Linked DNA regions of Sus scrofa: regions 1, 3, 4, 5, 6 and 7 are each linked to region 2. The links are chromatin contacts, called in public Hi-C and HiChIP or PLAC-seq maps. All regions are on one chromosome and are shown on one strand. The core of a region is the stretch at or near the end of the contact, and the rest is flanking DNA. Distances in the headings are between cores, read along the strand shown.

Evidence for each region. A called contact is a pair of places that touch in the nucleus more often than the background predicts. HiChIP or PLAC-seq counts read pairs in DNA pulled down with a chosen protein or histone mark.
Region 1: a Hi-C map of liver shows a contact between it and region 2, with 6 times the contacts expected there. The contact joins the promoter of ZCCHC8 here to the promoter of VPS33A in region 2. A contact is called at or near these places in 3 of 47 Hi-C or Micro-C datasets (heart right ventricle, liver and skeletal muscle) and 2 of 2 datasets of contacts at active chromatin or transcription factors (alveolar macrophages and skeletal muscle).
Region 3: an H3K27ac HiChIP or PLAC-seq map of alveolar macrophages shows a contact between it and region 2. The contact joins the promoter of MLXIP here to the promoter of VPS33A in region 2. A contact is called at or near these places in 1 of 5 promoter capture datasets (fetal liver) and 1 of 2 datasets of contacts at active chromatin or transcription factors (alveolar macrophages).
Region 4: a contact with region 2 is called in an H3K27ac HiChIP or PLAC-seq map of alveolar macrophages. The contact joins the promoter of KNTC1 here to the promoter of VPS33A in region 2. A contact is called at or near these places in 1 of 5 promoter capture datasets (liver), 2 of 47 Hi-C or Micro-C datasets (embryonic fibroblasts and liver) and 1 of 2 datasets of contacts at active chromatin or transcription factors (alveolar macrophages).
Region 5: an H3K27ac HiChIP or PLAC-seq map of alveolar macrophages shows a contact between it and region 2. The contact joins the promoter of CLIP1 here to the promoter of VPS33A in region 2. A contact is called at or near these places in 1 of 5 promoter capture datasets (fetal liver), 2 of 47 Hi-C or Micro-C datasets (embryonic fibroblasts and epiblast stem cells) and 1 of 2 datasets of contacts at active chromatin or transcription factors (alveolar macrophages).
Region 6: a Hi-C map of mesenteric adipose tissue shows a contact between it and region 2, with 1.6 times the contacts expected there. The contact joins the promoter of BCL7A here to the promoter of VPS33A in region 2. A contact is called at or near these places in 2 of 5 promoter capture datasets (fetal liver and liver), 6 of 47 Hi-C or Micro-C datasets (alveolar macrophages, embryonic fibroblasts, heart right ventricle and 2 more) and 1 of 2 datasets of contacts at active chromatin or transcription factors (alveolar macrophages).
Region 7: a contact with region 2 is called in a Hi-C map of retroperitoneal adipose tissue, with 2.1 times the contacts expected there. The contact joins the enhancer-like site here to the promoter of VPS33A in region 2. A contact is called at or near these places in 12 of 47 Hi-C or Micro-C datasets (alveolar macrophages, embryonic fibroblasts, fetal heart ventricle and 7 more) and 2 of 2 datasets of contacts at active chromatin or transcription factors (alveolar macrophages and skeletal muscle).

The regions. Positions count from the first base shown.
Region 1 is chr14:30,263,149-30,266,191 of Sscrofa11.1, forward strand. ZCCHC8 (zinc finger CCHC-type containing 8) reads left to right here and starts at 1,375. Exons shown (of 15, transcript NM_001190154.1): 1 at 1,375-1,590; 2 at 2,845-2,887. The coding sequence starts at 1,392.
Region 2 is chr14:30,467,372-30,470,495 of Sscrofa11.1, forward strand. It overlaps VPS33A (VPS33A, CORVET/HOPS core subunit), which reads left to right and starts at 1,677. Exons shown (of 13, transcript NM_001098604.1): 1 at 1,677-1,809. The coding sequence starts at 1,708.
Region 3 is chr14:30,644,877-30,647,927 of Sscrofa11.1, forward strand. MLXIP (MLX-interacting protein) reads right to left here and starts at 1,399. Exons shown (of 17, transcript XM_021073760.1): 1 at 862-1,399. The coding sequence starts at 1,274.
Region 4 is chr14:30,240,636-30,243,729 of Sscrofa11.1, forward strand. It overlaps KNTC1 (kinetochore-associated protein 1), which reads right to left and starts at 1,353. Exons shown (of 65, transcript XR_002338925.1): 1 at 1,112-1,353. It overlaps RSRC2 (arginine/serine-rich coiled-coil protein 2), which reads left to right and starts at 1,428. Exons shown (of 10, transcript XM_013982805.2): 1 at 1,428-1,610. The coding sequence starts at 1,605.
Region 5 is chr14:30,319,540-30,322,316 of Sscrofa11.1, forward strand. CLIP1 (CAP-Gly domain-containing linker protein 1) reads left to right here and starts at 1,331. Exons shown (of 26, transcript XM_021072961.1): 1 at 1,331-1,482.
Region 6 is chr14:30,698,016-30,700,972 of Sscrofa11.1, forward strand. It overlaps BCL7A (B-cell CLL/lymphoma 7 protein family member A), which reads right to left and starts at 1,406. Exons shown (of 6, transcript XM_003483424.4): 1 at 1,138-1,406. The coding sequence starts at 1,229.
Region 7 is chr14:30,673,925-30,676,740 of Sscrofa11.1, forward strand. The region is part of intron 4 of BCL7A (B-cell CLL/lymphoma 7 protein family member A); the gene reads right to left. Among named protein-coding and RNA genes, the nearest start is that of BCL7A, 24 kb to the right of the region's middle. Within about 2 kb of position 1,482, at least 26 of the 83 cell types and tissues checked have an H3K27ac peak or open chromatin away from gene starts, as enhancers often do. A contact at or near this core is called in fetal liver, liver, omental adipose tissue and 3 more, where this site is marked.

The DNA.
Region 1 (3,043 bases), core at 125-2,624, 200 kb before region 2:
GTACATCATAGTCAAAATTGAACTCACTCTTGGCTTCCAAACCTGGTCAACATATGTTGTTCTCTATCTCTAGTAATCATTTATTCAAGTTTGTTAAGTCAGATCCTGGCAAATAATTCACAACCCTTTCCTCTCCTTCCCCATAACCCTTGAGTTATCTCTGTTCTTTATTTTTCAAATATCCTCTATTAAATACCAACTCTCCACCACTTGCCACTACCTAATCTAACATTTGTTGATTTTATTACAAAAATCTATTCCATCTGTCTCCTAGACTGCCACCAATTCTTTTCCTACCATGCAATCAGGACCATCCTATCAAAATGTAAATTTGTAGCTCACAGACACACCACCTGTTTAAAATGCTTACCAATTTGGGGATGGGAAGAATGAATATGCCTAATATGGTCTCTGAGTACTGGCCTAATTAACGTTCCACCCCGGGCCTCCTCTTGCTCCACTCTGCCTTTTCATACGGAATTTTTTTCCTTTTTTTTTTTTTTTTTTTTTTTCTTTTTAGGGCCACACTTAACAGCATATGAAATTCCCAGGTTAGGAGTTGAATTGGGGCTGTAGCCGCCTATACCACAGCCACAGAAATGCCGGATCTTTAATCCACTGAGCAAGGCCAGGGACCAAACCTTTCATTCTCATTCTCATGGATGCTAGTCGGGTTCGTTACTGTTGAGCCACAAGAGGAACTCCCTATTTTGCTCACTCTTGCATTCTCAGCTCCTAGAACAGTACCTGGCACACTGAATGTGGTAAATAAATGTTACTGAATGAATGGGTGATTGAAGGAGAAACCACCAAAAGCCACAACAGACAAAGCTAAAGTAACCTAAAGCTTGAGCTTCATGGAAAAAAAAAAAAAAAAAAAAAAAAAAAAACCAACCAACTGAAGTAGCTTCTCCAAGATTACAAATGTATCCTATGGCAAAGCTGGAGTTCCTTATTCTCTAGTTTGGCACGCAACCACAACATGTGATAAACCATGCATCGTGCTCTGATTTTTTTCAGCCTTAGATACATAACAGGGACAACTCGTAACATTTTGATCTAGTTGGGCTTTCTTCACGTTTTAAAAGGACCAATCCCAGTATGCAGTGCAAACAATGAGTTAACAGTCGCTTAGAAACCACATGTCCCAGCATGCCATGCTTCGGAGCAATCTCAGAGGTGGGTCTGAGGAAACGCCGTTGCATTCTGGGAGTTGTAGTCTCACAGGACTGGCCCGCCCCTTGTGCAGCTCCGGCGGCCTACGTTTAGGAGGAAACCCTACTGGGTGGCTTAGATCGGCCGGAGCCGGGAGAGCGGTGCCGCCCAACAACCTTGGCCGCCGGCCGGGTGGCCAGCTCCGCCTCTTCTCGTGTCTTTTCCCACAGCCCAAAATGGCGGCGGAGGTGGATTTTGGCGATCTAGAGCTGTTCGAGGCGTTTGACCACGCCGAGGAGTCGATTCCGAAGCCCGTTCACACCCGCTTCAAGGAAGACGACGGCGACGAGGAGGATGAGAATGGAGTCGGCGACGCGGAGCTCCGGGAACGGCTTCGGCAGTGCGAGGAAACCGTCGAGCAGCTCCGCGCCGAGAATATCCTTCCCCTCGCTGGGCCGTGTCACCCGGGCGTGTGGTGGGTGCGGTGCCGGGAAGAGCGCGGGCGGAAATTCCACCAGGGCCAGAACTCAGGCTGAGAATCTAGGGTTCAGATTGCGTAAACTGTCCCCCAGGCCTCGGCGCGGGACCTCTCCCTTAGTGGGATGCGTCTCCTGGACTTGATTCGCGCCTCCCGCCCCCCCCCCCCAATTCCGGGGCCGGATTTTAGGGTTATTTCGGACAGTTTCAACTGTTAAATTGTAGGCTCTTCACCACTTGTCTTCCTCTCTTTGGAATCACTACCCGACTTCATTTTCTGCAGCCCAGCTAAAGTTGATGAAGCCGTGTTATAGTTAGGAGATACCGGCTGTTTAGACTTTGGCGCAGATCTGTCTTTCCAGTGGGGCAGAAGTGAGGGGTCCTGGGATGTAGAGTCGGGGCCCTTAAGGGTTCGAAGCGCGGAAAGAAAAATGGTTAATTGCTTGAAGAACATTGAGGATTCATTTTAAAGTTCTTCCACTTTAAAATAGCTTCCGTGGTGAAGATGTATTGCAAAGGTTTAGAGAAGACGCGCCAAATCAGTTTCCGTTTGTCTTTAGTTTACAGCCTTTCTAGCAAGATGTGTGACTGTTTTTTCACATTCTTAGAGGGTTTTTGTTTTGTTTTACTATTCATACAGATAACTTTGGTTCAGGTAGTTTTGCTAATGGAAAGATCCCTGAAAGCGGTTGGTAAATCATCTTTTAAGGTTTAAGAGGTCATTTTTTATAATGCCTTTTTCCTCAACATTTTATTATGAGAAATTTCAAAATACAGGAAAGTTGAAAGGATTTTACAGTGATCTTTACAGAGTCCATCCTAGCTTATTAGGTCCTTAACAGTGTCTTATGCTGCATGTACTTTATTTGAATAATCATGATGCTGCTGACTTGGACAATTATCTTTAGTGAGTGGCTGTTTAACTTCTGACAGGACACCGTTGTCTGAATAACGTTTTTGGTTGTCTGTTAGTCTCTTTTGAACTGCATGAACCTGCCTTAGAAAGATCACGTTTAAAAGGATGAAAATGATGTTTTAGTTTTTAGGTCCTGTTACCTAGCCCTGCAACAAAGCAGGTCAGCAAGTGTGTCATCCTCAAAATATTTGTCTTTTAACTTTCCTAACATTGATACCAAAAGTAAGATTAGTAGTTGAAGTTTATGATCTTCATATTTGTATTTACTGAGGGCTTACTCCTTAACAAGGAATAACATCAGGAACTTAAAAGAAAATTGAACATTCTCACTCGACCAAGGTATGAGATCTTGAAATGGCACTTTAGTTGTCCTTTGTTTTTTTATCCTGGTATTAATATTTAATTAGTTTTTTTTTTTTTTGTAAAAAGAAGGTTTAGAAATTTTGTATCATTTTTATTTGTTCAATATATGCTGAAGAAATCAGAGTAATGATC
Region 2 (3,124 bases), core at 427-2,926:
TGATGTTTACCAAAATGACAAATGAACCGAGCATCTGTTTTATGAGTTCTGACTCCACCACAGGTAGATATTAATCCAGAGTAGAGTTACTAGCTGAACATTACTTTGACCTTTAAAAAAAAAAAATACCCTGATAGTAGTCCTTGACTACAGCATTGACTAAACTGATGAAAAGACTCAACTACACTTATTGTGGTCATCATTTCACAGTGTATACAGAAATCATTATGTTGTATACCTAAAGCTAATATAATGTTATATGTCAATTATATCTCAATAAAAATGCATTTTAAAAAGAAAAAAGCCTCAAACTAACACTAAAGTCTGCAATGTTTCTAGGGCAACTGCAGTACTGTAGCAATGTCTCCAAACATTGGGTCTTACACAAGTAGAAGGTCTGTTGATAACCATCTAGCATCCTGACGGTGAGTTTTTTGGTTTTTGTCACAAGGGCACCTGAGTTCCCAGACCAGGGGTCAGATCTGAGCTGCAGTTGCAACCTAAGTTGCACCTTCTGCAGCTGCCAGATCTGTTTGAGGAGGATCCTTTATTCTAGTTTTGCTCATTTGCACCCAAGCATGACTTCACTAACTGTGGATATTTTTACCTCTCAACATAGTTGTGCTCTCATTTAACAGTTCATGACATGGCCTGCTGAGCTCAAAGTTCACTCTCACAGATGGTGCTACAATATGTAATTCTCAGTTGAACAAAAACCCTGCACATGTGAGAAGAGTCTGGGATACAGGTTGAGAACCACGGTGAAAATCGGGTTGAGAATTAAGGCATGAAACACTCTGCATGTATGGAAACAAGTTCTTTTAAAATCTAAATGTCTTTGATAGAATCAAGACATTGAGAGTATAAGTATCTTAGTATGTATGACTGATTATCATCCTCAAATTCCACTCATCGCTTTCGTATACTCCATGTAATTGCTTCGCGTCCTTTCTTCGTAACATTGTATGAAGGATTGAAGGAAACCAGGCAAGACCAAACATTTTCAAGCCTTTTTCACCTCAAAGTACTGAAAAACATATATCTTCCTAATGTTATTTATTGAACAATTGTTAAATTACAGGCGCACTAAGCCTTTTACATAAATTATACCATGTAAATTACATCTTCTTTCATCCTCGTAATTCACAAGAATTTTACCTGGATTCCACGTCGGATACCGTTTGTGTGAAATACTACACATCACACAAAAGTCTATTAGGAAGAGCTAAAGGGACAAGTCACTCAAAGTTCCCGCGGCCCTTAGCCATTTTTGTAGACTGTAGCCGACAAACCGAAAGAACAAAGCTCAGGCCCTTTCGATAGCTATAAATCGAAAAGATTTCCATTCAAGCTCAGCTTGGTTACCATTTTGCAGCGGTATGCTTGCTGCTCTGAAGAAAGTCTCTCGATTTTTCAACGAGATGAGTAAGACCCAGACTCTATCCTTAAACACAGCTCTCAGCGCTCAACAGCTCCTGGACTGAGGCTGTGGTCTTAAAAAGCCTCAGAACCCAAGAGGTAGAATAAAGCGGCGGGCGTTAGGGCCAAGAAAGCGGCAGACAGCTGACGATTCTAGTTTCCGGGTTTGGCGTAAGGTCGGCGGCCCGGGTCACGTGAACACGCCGTCACGTGACTGCGCCCGTGGGCTCTGCTGGGGAAAAGCCGATTCAGTTGGATCGAGGGGGGAGTAGGGGGCGGTGGGGCAAGATGGCGGCGCACCTATCCTATGGGCGAGTTAACCTGAACGTGCTGCGCGAGGCGGTGCGTCGCGAGCTGCGAGAGTTCCTGGACAAGTGCGCGGGAAGCAAGGTGAGGGACAGTGCGCGGCGACACCGCCCTCCAGCGCCGTCCGACTTGGCCTAACCCGGTCCTTGACCGCCTGAGCTCCGGGTGTACGAGGTCCCCTGGGGCTTCCAGAGAGGAGAGCCGGCGGGTATGATGAGGCGGGGAGAGGGGACAGCTGGTGGGGCCTGGGGCATCCAGCCTGGATTCTGCGTGGCATCGCGATTGTTTCGTGGAAGCGGAATAAGCCACTGTGCTACCTTAGTCCCTCACGAATCAGCTTGTGTCAGTGCCATTCAGGTCCAGAGGGGCGAATCCGGTGCCACCCCCACCCCTACACACTGTTGAGGCGGGCCGGCCCGAGGACGTAGATGATCCAGTGTCCATTCATTACAAAGATCATACGTGTGGTTAGAAACCATACCTTTGAAAGTCTGAAGCACCACTGTCTTACAACCTTTTCTTCACATGGATTATGAGAAGTGGTAGCATTTGAGGGTTTTTTTTTTTTTTTTTTTGTCTTTTTGCTATTTCTTTGACCGCTCCCGCGGCATATGGAGGTTCCCAGGCTAGGGGTCTAATCAGAGCTGTGGCCACCAGCCTACGCCAGAGCCACAGCAACGCAGGATCCGAGCCGCGTCTGCAATCTACACCACAGCTCACGGCAACGCCAGATCCTTAACCCACTGAGCAAGGGCAGGGACCAAACCCTCAACCTCATGGTTCCTAGTCGGATTCGTTAACCACTGCGCCATGACGGGAACTCCAGCATTTGAGGTTTTTAACGTCAGCCTCTCGAAACAGAATTGTTTCTCCTGTTAGACATTTTTTTTTTTTTCCTGGCCACCCTGGGGCATGTGGAAGTTTTTGAGCCAGGGATCAAACTTTCACCACAGCAGCAGCGTGAGCCCTGCAGTGACAATGCCAGCTCTTTAACCGCTGCACCACATGGGAACTTCCAGTTAGACATTAATTAGCATCCAGCTCACAATGGAATGGGAAACATAGTAGGTAAGGGACTTCCCAGCATTTCGTTTAAGTGGTATTACCTTGACCCTCTCTCCTTATGATTTATCAGTCCCCATAAAGTAACTGGCAATAAAGCTCTGAAGAGAAAAGGAAAATTGGGAAAACTCTGAAACGAATATTAGAAAGAATAGCACTCTGTGGAGTTCCTTTTGTGGCCCAGAGGTAAGGAACCTGACTAGCATCCATGAGGATGTGAGTTGGATCCCTGGCCCTGCTCAGTGGGTTAAGGATCCCACGTTGTGGCTGTAGCATAGGCCTGCAGCTGCAGCTCCAGTTGCACCCCTGGCCTGGGAACTTCCATATGCCACAAGTG
Region 3 (3,051 bases), core at 149-2,648, 180 kb after region 2:
AAGTGGAAGGACATTTTAACCCATTAGGGCCAGGCATTTCTCTGACTTAGTATGAAAGGATCTCTGCCTACAGCTGAATCCGCATGGCAGGATGGTGCCAGGGATGCCTGCCTTAAACACTGACACCTCCATGTTATGTTCAGGGCCAGTCTGAGAACCCCCCAACTTGCCAGAAGGACAGACTGCACCTCCAAGAGCTGTGGCTCCAAGTCTTCCTAGGAGGCACCCAGGTCCCTCCCAAGTTGGGATAGGCCTTCCCAATAGAGGAGATGTGAGGGGACCCAGCCTCCCTCTGCTGGGGCAATAAGAAAAGTAGCTAACATTTATGCAGCAACAAATTATGTGCCAGGTACTGGAATAAGCATTTTACCTATCTCGTTTCATGCCCACAGCAGCCAATGGGGGCAGATACCACTGCTGATCCCCTCTTTACAAAAGAGAAAACAGATTCGGAGTTTTTATACAACCATTAAATTCTGAGCCACCCCTGGGCAGGTTGTCCACTACTCATTATTGCTGGAAACACACAAAGCGTTTGGGAGAAGGAGTGGATAAAGTCGAGTGACACCGGGTGCAGCCTGTATTTACACCTATTTCTCCTCCGAAATCGGTGGCCTAGGGCCACCGAGAGGAGGGCCTGGATGGGGAACGTGAAGCCGGAAGAAGCCAAGCACTGCTGACAGATTCCCAGGACACCCGCCCCTCTCACTTCCATTGGAGACCCCAGACCCATAAACCTTCCCTAAGGGGTAAGACCAAAAGAAATGCCTGGAGCCAAAAGGTCCCCCGGCGACCCAGCCCACCACGCTTGTTTTGTCAAAAGGAGCCCCGCTCCAGAGGTGGGGCCGGCCGGGTCCCTACCTGTAGGCCAGGGTCATGCACTCAAAGAGCTTGGTGAGTGAGGCGTCGATGGACAGGTGGCAGGAGCTGGTCTTGCCGAAGCTGTAGGTCTGGCACGTCTGCTTGTTGACCGTGTCGAAATCATAGCCCTTCTTGGGCGGGTGCTCTCGATGCGGCGACGACACCATGAAGTGGCCGCTGTGGATGATTTGCTGCCGGCGCGGAGGCTCCTCGCGGCCCGACCCGGCCCTGGGCTGCGGTGGCCCGGCGCTCGCGTGGCCCCGGGCCAGAGTGGCCGCGCCGGAGGCGGGCGGTGGGGACGGCTCATCTGTGTCCGAGTCGTCGTCGTCCTCCGGCACCTGGGGCTTGAGCAGCACCGCACGGCCCCGGCTGTGAGGCCGGCGCGGGGAGCACAGGAAGACTTCGGCGGCCATGGGGGGACCCGGCCGGGGGCATCCCCTGGGGCCCGGGGCTACGCGGCGAAGAAGGCTGACGAGGCGCCGGCCCTGCCCGGCTCGCGCGCCGACTGTCCGCAAGCGCGCGGCTGGGCAGGAGGGGGAGGGCGCGGGCCGACTGGGCCGCCTCGGCGCCGGCCCCGGCGTGACGTCACCGACGCGTCTGGGCCAATCGGGTGCCCGTGTCGGCCTCTTAAAGGAGCAGGGGAGCCTTTCCGTATCTGGGCGGACAAAAAAGGGGGGGGGGGGTAGCCCGAGGCCCCGCCTCAAGGCCCCGCCCCTCGCCACCTCCTTCCCTTAGGGGTGGTACGGGACTTGGTGGCCAGGTGGTGCCTCTAGCCAGTGTCTCGGCCTGAGAGAGGCGTTGGCCCAGTAAGTCGTGCTGACCCCGCCCTGCGCTCCGGGGAATCGCTCTGCTGCCTTGCAGCTCCACGTGGTGGTTGAGGGTGGCGCTCTTTCCACCTCCCAGGGCCCACTTTCCCCCGAGGAGCCCGGAGTTGTGCTCTAACAGCTCTTACCAGGTGTTGCTGGGTGCTGGAGATTTTGTCCATTTTATTGATGAGAAGATTAAGTCGCTGAACACCACCGTAAAGGGATCTTTCTAACGCGAGGGCAAGATCAAGAACACTACTTACATCCTCAGAAGTGGAAACTGGCGCTTCAAAGTTTATTAAGGCACTTTCCTAGAGCATCACTACTACTAAGTTGCAGAACCAGCCACCAGCTTTTTAACTACGACTCGCAATACTGTCATTATTGTTAAGATCTTAAGTTTGGAGAGGGAACCAATCCCTGAATAATTCCAAAAGGGGAAATTCGCGGCCATGGTTTTCTTCTCCGAGGTGGGGAATGAGTCCTGTGCCTCAGAATGTTGTCACAATTTAAAAAATGACTATAAAGTGCTTGTCACAGTACCTCTCAAAGAATGAGCACTAAATAAATGCACTACAGACTGAAGGAATTGAACCAGCCATGCCAGAAGCACCTAGAAATTACCAATATTCAACCACTTTTGACCTATAAAAACAGCAATTTCACATGGTTCAACTTTATAGTTCACACTTTTACAAAGCTGTCAAAGTGTCAGGAGCTCAAAGCCAGCCTGGGATTGGAGCCATGTGGGAAAGGTGGGAGATGGCAGAGTGTCAAGGGGGCCAGTGAGGCTGCTGGAGTAGGAGCTCCCACCCTGGTCTCAGCAGGACCTCCAGGGTCCTCCACAGCTGCTCCTGTGCTCTGCTTTGAAGCCAGTTTCATTTTCAAATTTGGGTGGAGCTGGAGTTCCTGTTGTGACTCAGTAGAAACGAATCTGACTAGCATCCATGAGGATGCAGGTTCAATCCCTGGCCTTGCTCAGCCAGCTAAAGACCTGGTGTTACTGTGCGCTGCAGTGTATGTCAGAGATGCAGCTCAGATCTGGCATTTCTGTAGCTTTGGCGTAGGCCAGCAGCTGTAGCTCCATTTTGACCCCTAGCCTGAGAATCTCCATGTGCTGTGAGAGCGGCCCTAAAGACCAAAAAAAAAAAAAAAAAAAAAAGGGGGGGGGGGAGAAAGAAAAAGAAGCAATATAATGTCCAACGAGAGAAGTCATTGACTATATTATAGTCACCAATATAATGGAACACCACCTATTAAATGATGCAGACATATATTTGTTAACATATAAAAGTGTCCATGACACATTGCTGGGTGAAAAAACAACTTTAAAAAGTTATCAGGAGTTTCACAGCTCAGCTGTAACAAACCTAGCTAGTATCCA
Region 4 (3,094 bases), core at 103-2,602, 230 kb before region 2:
TCACTGACACTAGTTGGGTGCTTAACCCACTGAGCACAATGGGAACGCCCAAGAAAAGAGTTCTTAATAGAAGTGTAAACAGGAGTACAGAAACAACGCATATTAGAATAAACAAGAGCTTTAATGGCTATGTTTGGGTGGTAGTTGGGAGGAGATGGGAAGGAAAGGTTGGAGTGAAAATTTTCATGGGTCTCAGTGTCCTATCTCTGTAAAAATAGTTAAATAGTGTCAGCCTCCCAGGTCTGTCACACTCAACTCTTTCAACAACTGTTTATTGAATGCCTAATACATACCAGTCACTGTTCTAGGAGCTGAGAATACAGTATGAAATTTATATTCTCACAGGAAGGACATACAAAAATAAAATATACTGCGGTATTGAGTAGGCAATGAAGAGTGAATGAATCACTCTTTTAATCTACACAACAACCCACTTTACAGCTGAGAAACATGAGTCAGGGACTAAGTAAATGGCCAAGGTCACCTAAAGCGAATTGATGATGTAGCTATACTCATCTGCGAATTTGTAGACTCAAATTCACACCAGCTGTTAACTATTATACTGCATAATTACAAAGAGTGTACAAAAGAAGGGGGGGAGGAACGCCTAAGAAGGACCTGTTTGGCAACTGTAGACATGTGGGCAGAGACCCTAATACCAAGAAGTCAACTATGCAAAGCTCAGGGGGAACAAAGATGCAGGCCCGGTGCAAAGGCTCAGAGGATGGACTGAGTTTGGGGCGGCTGCCAGGCCTGAGCAAGAATGGAAAAGTGCGGGAACTAGATAGGTGGAGCTAAGTGAATCCCCAATCTCAAGACTGGGTTAAATCCTCAGTGCTAGGGAGGGAAAGATGACCAGGAACGTGATTTTATTAACGATTTGAGATTACACTGGCTGCCGGGTGAAAAGATGAACGAATTAGGCAAAAACAGTTTCAGCAAGGCCTTCAGGCCGTAAATGCTCTCAGCTGGACACCGGGGCCAGCAAGAACCCAATCTCTCTCCCGCCAGCGTCTAGTGGGGAAAACACCCCGGACTGAGCTGAGGCCTCTGCTACTTCAACATAAGCCCACCCCCCGCAAGCTACAACAGCGCGGTTCCCCCTCCTCACCCGCAATTGAAGAAACTAAAGAACAGTCAAGTTTACAGCCCCTCTTCGGACACCCACAGCGGCTCCTAGACGCGTCAGGGCCCATCCCACAGGTTTAAATTGGCGGGAGATCACCAAGCCCAACCCCTTTTACGGCAGCCAGCGGAGGCCAAGATTGCTTAAGAATCGAAATAGGAAGTCGCCCCACCCTAAATTCCACCGGTTCCGAGAACCAGGAAACTGCATTCTAGGGTGTGTTCTTGGCCCCGCCCCATCCCTGGCCTTACACGCCCCCTTCAAAAGAACAACCAATCACCGTTGAACAGCGTTGCTACAGAAACTCATCACCACCCCTTTTCCTCCCAGCAGGCTGTGCGACGCGCCGGGCCTTAGCCCGTTTGTGCCATCCGGGTCTCTCGTTCGAGCGATTCAGTCTGTGGCGAATCGTCTAGGCGGCCGGTACTGTGGAAAGCGGCAAGTGGAGGCGCCGCTCCAGCGGCCAGGACTGTGGACTATGGCGGTAGGTGCCGAATCTGAGTTTAAAGTCAGGGATGTTTCTCTGCTACTGTCCGAAGAAGGGATGAAGGGCTCCCAGAGCTGTTGTCCGAGCTTGTGTGTGGACAAAATGGCGCCGCGGCCTTCTTCTGCGCCCGCCATCATGGCTGCCTCCTTTAGGGAGGGGGAAGTGAGGCGGTGTCGTTGGGGGTGGGGAGCCGCAGGGAGTGTCTTTTTTTTCCAGAACTTTCCTCATCTCTTTCCCAGCTGTGTGTTCTTTTTGGCCCACCGAACTGACTGCAGTTTAGCTTAGTCTAGTGATTTATATTGAATTTTGTTAGGGCTTAGGCATTTATATGTTCGCGGTGGGACCTGGAGTCGTCCGTGAAAAGTGTTGGGTCATAAAGGCGGTGCCTGTAAGGGATAGAAACGTGGGGGGCGAGCGGTCTTGTAGCGTTTTTGTTTTTAGTTTTTTCCTTTTTTGCCTGAGTGCTAGGAGGCGATTCCAGTTGCATAATTTCCGTTAGTGTTCCATCTGTGTACTTTAGTTTATTCCTTAGCAGCTAGATAACGTGTTTCTGGAAGGGAGTAAAAATTCGATTTAATTAAGAGAAGATTTTGGCACTACGAATTCTGATTGATGCTCTGTTTCCGAAGTGGCTTTCGATGCAGTCATTTTGAAGTCTGAGAAACATAATCCAGCCCTGTCGCTGACGTTGTTACTTTAAACTTAAGAGTTCTTCATTGGCCCATTTAATTTTAAATGGAGAGTACGGTTCTTAAATCACCACTTTCGAAAAATAAACCTTCTTTGGGTATAAGATGTCCAGTCCTGATAGATCACATTATTGTGTGATTACTTCCTTTTACTTATCCTGTTAAAAGAAAAATGCGAGAATTTTGTATTCTTTTTCCATTGACTAAAAAGTTGTATTTTCTTGTTTTTGGAAATGAAGCATAAGTAAAACCTTGTAGCTCATCCTAATCACTGGAGTACCTGGAATTTAGAAATCATGGAAGATCCTCCCTCCTCCCATGCCCAGTTGATTTGATTTAGAACCCCTTTTTTTATTAACCGATTTAGAACTAGTTTGAAATCGCTTGGCAGGCTATTTGTGCAGCTAGTCGATGGGGTGTTTTTCTTTGTTTAAATCGTGTTTGGGGCCTCTTAATCTACTTTAAAGAATAGTATTATTTTATTTGGGCTCAAATATTTTTTAAAAACAGTTCAAACATTTGTTTCTGCAGTGCCTCCTTCAGTAAAAAAAAATCCCCTGGAGAAGTGGCCTACTATTAAATCCAGTGTACCTTCTTTGCACTGGAAAGAGATTCCTATGCTATGTCTTGAGTGTTATCAGGGTTTTAAAGAAGACGTAATTTTTTTAAAAACATGGTGTTTTTCTAATAGAGCACATGCTGGAATGGAGAGCATTTTTGCATTTAGCCTTTAAGATTTGCTTGTAGGTCCTTCCTCAGTTGAAATCTTAGGCATTTTCAAAGAAGTTTTCA
Region 5 (2,777 bases), core at 81-2,580, 150 kb before region 2:
TTGCATCCCACTCAACAGTAGTCTCTGCCTTTTTCTACCGCATCTATGATTATATAGGTTGTGCATTAGTGCTGAAAAGTATTCAGATGAGAGGGTGAGGTATGACTTTCAGATTAGGAATATCCATACTGGATACCAGGGGTGCCACCACACTTTGACCTTGCAACTTGCAAACTAAGGTGATGTTGAGTTAGGAAACAGGATTTTTGTGACTTAAGCCTGAATCCAGGGGAGGTGCCAGCAGATACATTTACTTGTTTGTTCAGAACTCCATGCATTTTCATTGCAGTTCCCTCCCCCTGCTCTGTGCATGCCTGTTGGTCCAAGCAGCACCAGTGCTTTGAATAAAGGTCAGCAAGGGGGTCACCCTCCTGATTATTCCCTTCCACCAGAGAGGATGGGGAAGCCCTGGGCCCCCTATCCACTACTAAGTCGTTGTAAAATACTGGGCTTCACCCACAGCTGCAAATTCCTTCCAGGAGCTGCAAAGCTTCTGGGGTTGCCATGGTCCATGGGAGTGAAATGCTGGCCGCCCTCCGCTGCACCGGCCCGGAGCAGGCTGTTGCTGCCTCCCCTCCAGTCCCTTTCAAAAGCTTTTAAAGGAGATCCCTGTGGGGAGGTGGGAGGACAGGACGTTAACCAGGGCTTCCCTCCAAGCGGCTGAGGCGAATAAAAGGCTTTTCTCAAACTGACGGAGCAAGTGTTGGGTTTGTTTCAAGGGATTTTTAAACTCTCGGTCTTTCCCTGGAGGGAAGGGGAGGGAGGAGATGGTCCTTCTCAAGCTTCATTTGCTGCAGTGCTTTCCCCAGAGGTTGCTCACCCTGGGTCTTACTTGGAGGGCGAGGAGGGCAGAGAGGACGCTCCCTAAAGTTAACCAGCTGTGGGCAGCTCCTCCGAGCTTATTTCAAAGGATTTCTCACCCTGGATCTGGCAAAAAAGGAAAAGAAAAAAGAAAAAAATCAGCTGCAAATTAACAGGCTGTGCGATCAAGTCTCAATGGAGCTCTCGGGTGTGACTTGCAAATTCTGGGAACACGTTCAGAAAATGGGGAACTAACCGAGATGATGAGAAGCCCCTTGGTCCAGGCCTCTCGGGTTTCCTCGCACCTTCTTCCCCATCCCGGTCCTCTCTGGGATCTGAGAGCTGGATGGCGGGCGCGCCGGGGGTCTGAGGTTCGTTTCTCCAGAGCGGCGGCCCGGGTGCAGACAAAGAGGCAGCGGCTGGGGGCTCGGACGCGGAGCTGGCGGCGGGGTCCGAGGCGCTGGGCCGACCGGAGTGGGCGCGGCGGCGGAGCGCGCGGGGTGGAGCCGCCGCGGCGTCTTCTCCAGGCGGCGCGCGCCCGCCCGGCCCCGCGGCGGCGCGTCACGCTCTCCCCCGCCCGGAGCCGACGAGCCGGGAGGCGGGAGGCGGCGGCCGCGCGGCTGCTGCTGCTGCAGTGGGGCAGGTGGCGGCGACTGGCGGCTACCGAGGCGGCGGCGAGCGGTGAGCGGGGCGAGCGGGCGCGGCGCGGGCCCTCTCCCCTTCCCCGTCCCCTCCTCACCTTTCCCCTCCCGCCCCGCCGGGCCCTCTCCTGCCCTCCCGGCTTGGGGTCGGGGGCCGGCCCGGCGTCCGAGAGGGGGACCGAGTCCCGCGCACCGCCCCCCCTCGAGGGGTTCCGGGGAGCCCCAGGGGGATGGCCCTGGAGGCCAGGGGTCTCTGGGGTGCTCCCCCGGAGCCGGAAAAGTCGCCGGCCCTGTCAGCGCCGAGCCCGGCCTTCCCTTCCTCCGCCCGCCTCAAGATGGAGCTTGGACTCCTTGCCCCTGCGCCGCCCCAGGCGCCGCTCCCTCCCTGGCGTCCCTCTCTGCTCCCCTCGGCCCTGGGGGGGTGGACCCCCTGGAGGGGCCGAGGCCCGGCGGGACCTGTTGCCCCGGCGGCCACCTGAGCATTGCCCGGGCCCTTGGCAGCGGTGCCCGCGAACCGGAATGGAGGGCACCCTGGCCGTGGCCTCGGCGGCGAGCTGACCCAACTGGCCTGGGGCCTGGCCGGCCGTGGCTTTTGTCCCCCACACACAGCCCCCCCGAGTGGGACTGATTGTTGGAGAAGGTAGATGATGAGAGGTGATAGGGATTTCTGAAATAACCCCGCTGCCCCGTAACCCGAACCTTCTGCCTCGGCAGGGGATTGGCTCTGAAGGCAGATGACACTTGTTCAGAGGTTATTTTAAAAGCAGACACCACTGCTTCCCCTCCTTTGGCGGTCCTGTGCTTCAAATATCTGATTTTGATCTGGGGAGAAATCCTGAACTCATCTTTCTCCACTTCATGTGGCTTTTCCATCTGGCAGGAACCGCGCCCCACCCCCCCCTCCCGTCACAGCCCCACCTCTTTGCTTTGAAGAAATTACACGTTCAGTCTGCAATGTTTCGATACCTGTTTTTAGCAAAACCTGGGCGCCAATTACTGTATTTTAAAAGGAGGGTGGAAAAAATGCTGCATCTTTTTTTTTTTTTTGGTTCGGCAGCCTTGACTTCTTTCTGTTCTAGGTTAGGACCCTGCCTGGCCAATAAGAGCTTTGTATTAGTGTTACTGCTGTTGCTCTTATGGTTGTGGTTCTGGTTGGTGTTATTTTTATTTTTTATTTTTTAAAAACTGCTACTACCTATAGTATGCACAGCCTAGAGACCAAATGTATTAGACCTTTGGGTTTAATGATAACCTTTGACAAGAGTGCTCAGGTATGTTGCTCCTCAGCTTTGGTGCATTTTTCTCTGGAAATGTTAACCTTTATTGAGGGTTTCT
Region 6 (2,957 bases), core at 156-2,655, 230 kb after region 2:
AAAAAAATAATAAAGTTGAATTCCGGGAGCCGGGAGTTTTCAACAAGTCTGCCCCAACCTGGCGATCGGCTGGCGCCTGGGGCCTGGCCCTTGGGCCGATTCCGAGAGAGACCCGGACGAGGCCGGGGAAACGTGCAGTCGTGTTAATTACAACAAGGCCACGCCGAACGGAATCTAATGTGAGCTGGAGAACCCGCACCGCCAACACCGAATCCCCCGTGCCCCCCGCGCGGAGAACAAAAACGACGGCTCTCTCCGCAAAACAAACACGAGCTGCCCGTATTGGACAGGCAGACGCTGCCCAGGACCCGGGCCTGGCCCCGAACATTCTCTCGCCCGAGCCCCCGAGCCCGGGTCCGGGCAGAGCGGGACGGGAGGGGGGCGCCGGAGCACCAGGGCCCGCGGCCGCCGCCGGCGTTTCCTCCTCGCGCTCGCCCCCATCTTTCCTCCTCGCCCAGAGCCTTCGCTCCAGGCAGCCCAAAGCGCTAAATTTAAACGGCTCGCGCTCTGCAAACTCCGCAGACTCGAGGGCGCCGGGCCTGGGAGGCGGGGAGCGAGCGAGCCAGCCAGCCAGCCAGCGAGGGAGGGAGGGAGAGAGGGAGGCCCGGCGCGGGCAAGGGCGCGGGGGCCGGCGCTGCGACGCCCGGGGCGCGCGGGGAGGAGACGGAGACGGCGGCGGCCCGCTCGGTGCCTGCACAATGGAGCTCGCGCTCTCCCCTCCGCCGCCGGCATCGCGGCCCCGGCGCGCGGGAAGCCGCTTTCATGTGACTTGCACAAAACGAAATGGCTTCTGGGGCCGGCCCTGAGCCCCCCTCCCGGGAGCTGAGCGCCGCGGCGGGGACTGCCCGCCGCCCCACCGCCCGGTCCCGGGCGCCCGCCGCCTCCAGGATGCCGCCGCCGCCGCCGCCGCGCCAGGTGGGCGACAGGCGCGAGCGCACCTGGGCTGCGGCCGCGGCCCCCGCCGCGCGCAGGTGACCCGGCTCGCGCGCCGCCCGCCCTCTTCAACTCCCGGGCCCGCGGGCGGACCGGGGCGCTGCGCCCCGCTGGCTTTTTGTATCTGGTCTCGGGGTTTGGGGCGGCCGCAGCGCCGAGCCGGCGAGCGAACGAGCGAGCGAGGGAGCAGGCGCCTCCGCTTACCATTTGCGCACTTTCTCGATAGCCGCCATGACCCTCTTGATATCATCTTTGGCCCGGCTCCTGGTCTCGGCTCGAACCGACCTGCCCGACATGGTTCTGGCGGGGAGAGAGAGGCTGGGGGAGCGCGCCCGCCGGGTCCTGCTCGCGCTCCGCGGCGGCCACACTCGCGCCCGCCCGCCCGCTCACTCACTCACACACACAGACACTCACACACACACTCGCACACATACACACACACACACAAAGCCTGGTGCCGCCGCGCGCCCAGGGCCCACTGCGCAAGCGCCGGGCGGCAGCTGCACGGAGCAGGGGGAGCAGCGCCGCCGCGGCAGCCGGCAGTGCGGCCTCCGGGCGCTGCTGCCGCGGGGCAGCGGTACGAGCCTTTCCGCCCACCCGGGGGAGGCGCCCGCGACCCCCTGCTCCCGGGGGAGGCGGCGAAGGGCACATGGCGACCCCCGGCTCCGGTCACGCTGGGGCAGTGGGACGGACGTGCGCGCGGACACTTACTCGGAGGCCGCAGGTGCCGGGGGTCCCCCGGGAGAGCGGCCGTGGAGGGGGCGCATTCCTGGGGAGCCAGCGCGGCGGCGTGTCCGCTGCCCCGGTGTGTGGCAGTGGCTGCAATAATGCAAGTTTCCTAAGGGGCTCCCGACTTCTCAGAGTTGAAGGCTCCGATTCGGGAAGTGAGGTGCTCTTGGAAAGAGTTGAGAGATGCGGACCTCTGCCCAGTAGAGATGCTCAAGCTAGGACTTCGCGTCTCTTATCCTCGTCCTGTTGGAAAACTAGAATGGGAGGAAAGGTGCCTGGAGTGACCACGAAAGACATTCAACCTTGCTTATTAAATAGCTTTCGGCACAGGAAAAGCTTGATGATATTTATCAGCATATTCACAGGGGCTCTTAGACCTTTTCCCCCAGTGATAAGCTGCCCTCACTATAAATGAGGTTTCTGTCTGAGCCCCAGGCTCTGCCCAGGTGCTACTACCGTACGAATGACCCTGGTAGGTAAAATGGACTGACCAGCGACAAGGAGGACTTATGGGGTGGTTTCGTCCCCATGGTGCCTCCGGAGAGCTCTGCAGGAATCTACAATTACCAGGAGAAGCCAGATGCCCCATCCTTGTGTTCAGCTGCAGCTAAGCGTCTTGACCAGAGCTAATTCAGGCCCAGATGGCTGCTGGGGAAAGTGAGAGTGACCTATTAGCAAGTCCGTTTCCTCAGAGATCAACTAGCTTAATATCAGTCATTTTACTTGGAGGGAAACTGTGTCTGGGAAGTTGAAGCTCACAGCTAGATGTCTGACTCCCACTCATTCTAAAACCCAGCAGTTTCCTCTGAGATTTTGGTTTGGGGAAGGAAAGCTTCTGGAGATTGGAATGGAAGGCTGCACTGCAGGCCTTTCCCGAGGCCTGTCCTTTTTACCATCCTAAACCCCAAGTTCTTAATGTGAGGATTGTGTGGGAAAACTTGTCACATCATGTCATAAAACAGAAGGCTCATACCATTAGCCCTCAGAATTACCTGGTCAGTAGATAGGTACTTTTAAAAACATACATTTGAATTAAAATGGGAAGATAATGTTATTTTTATTTATTTATTGCTTTTTAGGGACCCACCTGCATCATATGGAAGTTCCCAGGCTAGGGTTCCAATCTGTGGCCAGCCTATGCCACAGCCACAGCAACGCAGGGTCCTTAACCCACTGATTGAGGCCAGGGATGGAACCCACCTGGATACTAGTCGGGTTCATTACTACTGAGCCACAATGGGAACTCCCTAGGAAGACATGTTTTAAAATCCAAATATTGACTGAATGGACAAAAG
Region 7 (2,816 bases), core at 232-2,731, 210 kb after region 2:
AGCCTGACACTTCTTTGATATTTTTAGTTTTGCCTTTAAAATCCATGTTAGCGGCAGATCCTCAAAAAGTTAAACACAGAATTCCCTTCAACCCAGCAATCCCACTTCTAGGGACAGACCCACAAGAATGAAAAACAGGTCCCCCAGCTGATACTTGAACACAAATGTCCCCAGCAGCACTGCTCACAATGGCTGAAAGATGCCACAGCCCAGATGTCAAATAACAGACGGATGGCTACACAAAACGTGGTCCCTCCACACATGGAATATGACTCAACCGTAACAAGGAAAGAGGCACTATTACAGGCTACAGTGCGGGTGAACCTTGAACACAGGATGTTGAGTGAGAGAAGCCAGACAAAAAAGGCTACAGTGCGGGTGAACCTTGAACACAGGATGTTGAGTGAGAGAAGCCAGACAAAAAAGGCCAACTAGTGCATGACTCCAGCTATGTGAAATGTGCAAAAAGACAAAGCCATAGAGACAGAAGCACAGATTAGTGGTCCAGGGGCTGGAGGAATGGGGAGTGACAGCTAAAGGGTGTGGGGTTTCTTTTTAGGGTGATGAGAATGTTTGGGAACTAGACAGAGGTGATGGCTGTGCAACATTATGAATGTGCTAAATGCCACTGGGTTGTTCATTTTAAAATGGTTACTTTTGAGGAGTTCCCATCGTGGCGCAGCGGAAACGAATCCAACTAGGAACCATGAGGTTGCAGGTTCGATCCCTGGCCTTGCTCAGTGGGTTATAGATCTGGCATTGCCGTGAGCCGTGGTATTTCCATGAGCTGTGTTGTACGATCGCAGACACAGCCCAGATCTGGTGTTGCTGTGGCTCTGGCGTAGGCTGGCAGCTATAGCTTCAATTAGATCCCTAGCCTGGGAACCTCCATATGTCACGGATGCAGCCCCAAAAAGACGAAAAAAGAAAAAAAAAAAGTCTCCATTTCAGGAGTTCCCATCGTGGCTCAGTGGTTAACGAATCCGACTAAGAACCCTGAGGTTGCAGGTTTGATCCCTGACCTTGCTCAGTGGGCTAAGGATGTGGCATTGCCACAAACTGTGGCGTAGGTCCCAGATGCAGCTCAGATCTGACACTGCCAAGGCTGTGGTGTAGGCCAGTGGCTGCAGCTCCCATTCAAACTCTAGCCTGGGAACTTCCATATGCTGCAGTTTCAGGCCCTTTTTAAAAAAAAAGGAAAGGAAAAAAAGACTCTTAGGCTAATGTCAGACCTTTATGAGCTAAAAACTAACTAACTAAATAAATAAAATGGTTATTTCTGGTGGAATGTTCAAGGCCTCGGCATGGCAGCCTGATTCTCTTAGCGCAACAGCACTGGAACTCACCCAGGGGAAATTATTTTCCTAGGGCCTAAATTTAGTCCAGGGAGTTTGGACATTATGTCATTCCCTGAACTCACTCAGCAGTAAACAAGTTCAGAGCAAGGTCACCAGCTGGTGACGAACCTGCCCTGTGCTGCATGTAGGCCAGGTGCCCACCTGGAAGGTGGGGGGTCTGCCTCTGCCCTTCCCGTGGGACGCTCCTGCCTGGGCAAGGCTGGGCAACTGTGCCAGCCCGGAGGCCTGGGGTAGCTGGAAGGGGACCGTGATGAGGGGCCCACCTTGGCCTGGGGTGGGTGGGGGGTTAGGTATCAAATGTGGCGGATGAGGAAGCACTGACCCAAGGCGTCATTCCTGCAGCCCAGCTGAACTAACTGGCCTTTCAGAGAGAAGGAGCCTCAGACCTGGAACATGGGAGAAACGAGGCCGTGGCCAGAAACAAGGAGGCCAGGTAGAAGCCAGGACGTGGCCCTCACCTGGCCCCACATGGCCCTGCCCTTGACTCCCAGCCACCCCCCATGGAAGGGTGGAGAAGGTGCCCCTCCCCCACCAGCCCTGCCAGTACCCCGCCCTTTCCTGCCCTGTCCTCTCCTGCAGTGTGACCTGACAACTTCTGTCTCATTTTATGAATGAAGAGGAAATAGGAAGGCGCTCAGGAGGTGACACTGCCGGACTGAGGCCATACAGCAGGCAAGGGTCAGCCCGGACGTGACCAGCTCATCCTGTGTCCCAGCCAGGTCCCAGCCCCCAGCTCCACTGCTTCCACCCACAGAGCCACCTTACCAGGCTGGTCAGGGTTCTCGATGGGGAGAGGGGTGTGACTTTGTCCCATGCTCTCCCAGGGGACATTTGGCCCCATCTGGAAACATTTCTTTTTTTAGAGTCTCAGGTGTGGCATATGGAGGTTCCCAGGCTAGGGCCACAGTCACAGCAGAGCCAGATCCCAGCAGCGTCTTAGACCTACACCACAGTTCCGGCCACAAGGCCCTGCTCTGGGGGAGGACCCTGCAGGGCCTACAGCCACTCCAGACCCGCAGGCCCTGTCTCCGCAGCCCGCTTCCAGGGCCGTGTCCTGCAGACCCACTCTCGCCAGAGCAAAGAGACACGTGTGTGGGACATCCTGTGGCACCATTTGTGTAGGAAAAAGAGCAACCTGAATGACCGCCAACATGGGGACTATTTCAATAAACCAGGGCACATTCATGTCACTGAATGATAAGCTGGTAAAGAAAATGAGACAGACCTGTATGTCCTAACATGGAACTATCTCCATGGTGACTGTTAAGTGAAACTGTTCTCAAAAGGGAGGTTATCATCTCATATAGATGCTTCTAGATACATCTGGAAGGCCACAAAACAGACTTCACAGTGGTCCTCCTCCGGGGGGGTGGGGGGAAAACGACGCTGGAGAGCTGGGGGTGGGGCGCTTCAGTCCATACCCTAATTCATGATTGTTCCCCACCCAGAGGTCCTCCT